Linked DNA regions of Rattus norvegicus: region 1 is linked to region 2. Evidence: chromatin contacts called from public Hi-C data. All regions are on one chromosome and are shown on one strand. Each heading gives the region's core, a stretch centred on a gene start, on an enhancer-like site or on the middle of the called end of the contact. The rest is flanking DNA. Distances are from core to core; before and after follow the strand shown. Region 1 holds the start of Wdfy2 (WD repeat and FYVE domain containing 2). Region 2 holds the start of Fam124a (family with sequence similarity 124 member A).

What was found. A called contact is a pair of places that touch in the nucleus more often than the background predicts.
Region 1: a contact with region 2 is called in a Hi-C map of Schwann cells, with 2.5 times the contacts expected there. The contact joins the promoter of Wdfy2 here to the promoter of Fam124a in region 2. A contact is called at or near these places in 3 of 12 Hi-C or Micro-C datasets (Schwann cells, mammary epithelial cells and psoas muscle).

The regions. Positions count from the first base shown.
Region 1 is chr15:41,258,520-41,261,219 of GRCr8, reverse strand. It overlaps Wdfy2 (WD repeat and FYVE domain containing 2), which reads right to left and starts at 1,319. Exons shown (of 12, transcript NM_001415102.1): 1 at 1,000-1,319. The coding sequence starts at 1,136.
Region 2 is chr15:40,974,442-40,977,141 of GRCr8, reverse strand. It overlaps Fam124a (family with sequence similarity 124 member A), which reads right to left and starts at 1,353. Exons shown (of 4, transcript XM_001080220.8): 1 at 1,024-1,353. The coding sequence starts at 1,085.

The DNA.
Region 1 (2,700 bases), core at 70-2,569, 280 kb before region 2:
TTTACATCAAGAATGATGCAGATGTAGATATGTAATACACGCATATAATAGACTCTTCCTTTATATTCAAAAACCTAAGAAACAAATCAAGTAAAAATGTTTGAATTTACATTATAGAAAGGTGCTGAAGTGATTATTTTCTTTAAAGTGAACACTTTTTGCTCTATCTTTGCAATTTTAAGAGTCACAGAATAACTCTACCTTGTCATGGTATCAACTTATAATATAAAAAAAACCTAACTACCTGACAGAAGCTTAAAACCCAGACAACTACATACCTCTACCATGTTACAATTGTTTTTAAAATGCTTGTAGATATTAACCAAATAGTAATTTCAGATTAAATTACACTAGTTCATATATTCAAGCGGCATTCCTCTGGAAATCAAAAACGCAATGCAAGGGGGAATACTGAAGGCAGAACCAGAGCTACTTCTGCTAATTAAGCAATCAGAAAGGAAGTAGGCAAAAGGAAGAAACTCAAGCAGTTTTCTGCAAAAGTGATCCCTTGCAACTTCCAGACATTTCCCCTTGAGCTCCAAGACATAAACTTTTAGGAAAGGGGGGTACCACACGCAGAAGCCCAAAGTTACTCTCTTTACAACTTAACAAATCCATGAGTTCGGTGAAAGATGTCCTGCAGATACACAAATTCGCTGAACGGTATGGAAGAAAGAAAATACGTTCCCTTTCTCGTTTCGGGTAACCAAGAATTGGACCAACTAGCAGCGGCTCCAAATCATCCCGATGAATGGAGGGTCCTCCTAGATAAAACACCTGCAAAGCCGGGCGGCTCCTCCCTCTGGTCCTCCCATTCCCTAAACTGGACCAGGTCTGTGTATCTCCTGCACTGTTAACCCAAGGGCTACTTGGACTTCGCCAGAAGCCAGTTGCTGAGACCGAGTCCACCGCGCTTGGAAGCGAATCCGCAGATGCGGTCTACACTCCCACCAAGCAAGGGCCGGACCTCCCTGAGGCAGAGGGGCAAGCAGTCAGTACCTGTCCTCCGAGACGCTGATGACACCCTCTTCCTTAGGCACAATCACCGCCATATTGACCACCTCCTGCGACCCCTCGACCCGCTGCAGCAGGATCGGCTTGCGGGTCAGTGGCTGGGGCTGGATCTCCGCCGCCATCGGAGGGGGCGCGCCCGGGGAGCAGCCGAACGCGCCGGGGGACTTGGCTGAAGAGAATGCTCAGGCTTGCGCTCAGGATCGGGCTGAGATACGGAGCGGGCCTTCGTAAGCCGGCGACCATAGCCCTGCCGCCTGTCCGAGGAACGTGCACGCTCCGGCTCCTAGAACCAACACCACCGCCACACCGGCCGCAAGCCGGCGCCACCTAAGAGAGTAGGGGGCGGGGATCAGGGGGCGGGGCGGGGGCGGGGCCTGTCGCTGGGCAGCCAACCCACTTCCGGAGGATGGGCACTAGCAGCCAATGCGCGTGCGTCAACTCAGCAGCCACTTCCGCCCCGCCACCTGTAACTCGCCGAGGCGGGCAGCGCCGTCGGGACGCATGCGCCCCGCTGTCCTCTCACTTCCACACCCAAAGCTTGGTCCCCTCCCTCTTGAAAATCTGTGAACGCGCTTGCCCAGAGCCCCACCCTCTCCAGACTCTGAGAATGGGGCGGGGTAAAGCCTGCGTCAAACGGGACCGGAAAAGCGCCTGCAGGAAGGACAGACGCTAAACTAGTTGAGACCAGAGTGTGCATGCGCGCAGATGACTCACCTCTAAGTTTTAACAATAATACACCGGAGAGGGCGCTGTACTGTCGACCATAGTTAAGCGGCTCTCGTCTGCACCGCGTGGACTCTTGGGTGTTGTAGTTTTCTCAATCCTCAACGTCCTTGTTCTAGAAAGCAATAACGCACACTTCTCAACCCAGAGATTCTCATACAAGCTTCTTTGAGGGAGTTTAGAAATCATCGCATCAATCTTCTCTTTCTGTTATGACTAAAGGACTCACACTTAGGTCTAATCTTGTTTCCAATCCCTAGCAATTCAACATTTTTGCTTTTCCAGTGACAATGGACAGTTAATACAATCACAATATAGAATGACCTTAATAAGGAGGATAAATGTTGTCTGGGCTATGGGAAAATTGGAGCTCCTTCATACACTTCAGGTGGGGATGTAAAATGGCGCATTCTCTTTTAGGGGAAAATGTAGTTTTGCTTCAAGGGATAAGCACTGCTACTGTCAGGTCCAAAAGAAACTGGATTACTAGGTATCTGTAGTGTCCATTAGGAGAGCAAAGCAAGGCAAACCCTGAAAGCAAAATGCTAATTGAAAGGAACCAATCATAAATGATCGTTTATTTTATGATTCCACTTACATAAAATAATCAGATTAGTGGCTGCACAGAATTGGGAGAGAAAGGAATAAAGCAGTCTAGGCTGCTTTGGGTTCATGTATGTCATTTACCAGGCGTGTGCCTGGATCCCTGGAACTGGAGTTATGGACAGTTGTGAGCTCCCAGTGGGTGCTCTAAATCAAATGTAGTTCTGGAAGAGTGTCCAGTACTCTTGACTACTAAGTCATCTCTACAGTCCCAAGAGGACTATTTTTTATTTATTTTATAGTAAGTGTGTGTATGTGTGCCTGAGTGTCTGTATGTATGCCACATGTGCACAGGAGCCCATCAAGGTCAGAAGAGGTAGACCCCCTGAAACTGGATTTACAACCTATTGTGAGCCACAA
Region 2 (2,700 bases), core at 104-2,603:
GTGGGGGCTTCAAATCAAGTTACTCCTCTCTCACCGTTACCATGGATGGGTGACAAGAGAAAGCCCCGCTGTGGGGAAGATTGAAGGTCTAGATTTAGGGTAGGGCTGGTGGAGAAGGCTGCAAGGAAGGGTGGGGTTGGGAGACAGGAAGAGCTTGGGAGACTCTTTCTTGGGTTAGGTCAGAACATAGGTCCATTCTGGAACTGGCCTCTCCCTGTCCTCAGTAGATTGCCAAATCTCAAAATTAGCTTGAAACCTCTCCACCTTCCAGGAATTCCGAGGTCTTCTGTAGTCTGGGTAGCCCCTGACCTCTAGCAGGACTTCTCTAGATAGGAAAAGACACACTTTCCTACTGGAGTAGCACTTGCATCCTGGATGTGGTGCTGACTGTGCACAGGGAAATCCTCTAGATATGGGCTGGGTGGAAACCATTATGGGACATTCATTTCTGAAAATGCATTCCGTCTTTTGTCCTACTCAGGAAAACTGCTGTTGGGAGAGGGCTAATTAGCCTCCAAAGGTTTGAGCTAATTACTGAGTCCTTTGAAGCACACCGACCCCATCCTAGCATCCAGTAGGTACTCCAGGCTGGCGGGGTGGAGAGGCTCAGCCGCACAGTGTAAGTGAGATATGCAGTTCTTCTAGCCGGCTTCCTGTGTCTTTTTCCTGTGCCCGGAGTCCCACCCTCTCCACCTGCTTTCCTCTTCACCAGCCTGGGGCTCCATAGCTATCACAGATGCCCTGCTGGTGGGAACAAGTGCAGGGGCATTTCTAGCTGAAGGGAGATACTGGCTGAACCTGGCACCGTGGGGTCCACAGGGCTGCGAGGAATGTCGCTAAGCCTCAGGTCTCAACCTATCAGCCCCGGGTGGGGTTCTTCCCGCCCCTCCCCACCCCGCCCCAGGCAACCACACATCAAACCGCCTGCACGCAGACACTGAACCCCAACCCCAGGACAACCCCGGCTCGGGCTCGGGACCGCAAGAACTGAGCTCCCGTCCCGCCCGGCTGGGCTTGGCTCACCCTCCGGTCTCGGCTCCAGAGTCCACGCAGTCCTCTTCCTCACCGGCCGCCTTCGGGTTCATGGCGCGCGTGGCCTCTGCGCTCCCTCGCTCCGGGACCCTCCGACAGCCTCGTACCCGGCCTTGGCAACGACCCAGTCCCGAACGCTAGCCGCTCGCCGCGCCCTCTCGCGGCCGCGCCCTCCCCGCCCTCCGCTCTGCTGCGCGGGCGCGCCGGGCGCCACTAGGCGAGGATCCGAGCGTGTGCACGGGATGCGCGCGTGTGCACGAGCCCGAGCGTGAGTGCGGGAGGTGTCGGGGGATGGACTCTCTCGGTGAGCATGGAGTGCAATGGGCGTGCAGTGTTTACCTTGCAACCCGCCTGGCTAATGCCCCGCTGCTGTGCGTTCTACAGTGACTGGTGCGGACAAAATGTGTGTCTAGTAGCAAAGCTGCCCTCCCCTGGGCCCACAGTAAGGAGTCCGGAGTCCCCGGGCTTTCCCAGAGATTTTCCAGCCCCAGTCTGCTAGCAGCACTGGAGAAACACCCACCAGCACAACCAGGGCAGGGTGCGATATCTCCATTTGGGGACCACTTAAAACACGTGGGTGTTTTCTTCCAGGTTCCTTAGAACTGCATACATTGAATTCATTATCACCTTGCTCAGTGCACAGACTGGCTTCTCACTGACCCAACTTGCCAGGGAAAGGATTCTTTTGTTATCTGTCTTAAAATAACACGAAGAGCCCTCCCTGGATGTGTCTCCATTCAAGGGGTCTGGCAGCAAGAGGGTGATGGATGTTGTTAAACCCAGCCACTCCTTGGGGTGGGTTAATGACTGAGGTAGCAGGAAGTCATTTTCACTCTAGCAGGCTGAGGTGAGGCAACTTGGTGATGGGAGGAGGCGGAGGGGGAGTAAGAACAACTTAGACTTAATTCTGGAGGTGTCATTAGAAGCCATGGAAAGCGCTTTCTCGTAAGCCCTATTCACTTTTGTCGGGTAGTGCCGAAGACGCGACCAGTGGCCTTGCGCATGCTCTGCCAACCGGCTATAACCCAGCCACCTTTTCTTTTCAGACAAGTTATTTAACCTCTTGGAGCCTTAATTTCTTTGCATACTGGGCTACTGCTATTTTCCCTGTACCTCCATTGTGATTTAGAAGGGATCATATCTATTTAAGCTACTGCGATCTTCCCTGTATCTCCATTTGAGTTACTGTAAAACGGCTTGCGTGCATTCTGCTACGTGCCAAGTACTGGTTACCCGGAGCTGCCAGGGTCACAGGCGAAGGCTAACTAGCTGCGAGCCTTCTCTCAACTGGCACGGCAGCGTCACTCCTGTGTGACAAGTGTCAAAGAGGAATCTTCCTTTCTTTCTTTCTTTCTTTCTTTCTTTCTTTCTTTCCTTCTTTCTTTCCTTCTTTCCCTGTTCTCCCCACTTTACATAATCATCATTGTTTTCTAAATCTTATTTTAAACATGTTACACAAAAGAGAAGGGCAGAGTAGAAACATAGTATTGACCAGGAAAAAATATAGGTAAGTATGCCCATGCCAAACCTGAATAGCCTTCCCTAAACCTAAAATTCTTTCCCCAGAACAAGCAAAAATAGATATGTTATAATCAACTTGGTGCTCATTAACTCAAACAAAGAGCAGTTCTTTAAGGGAGACACAGCCAATTTACTGTATTGTGGTTT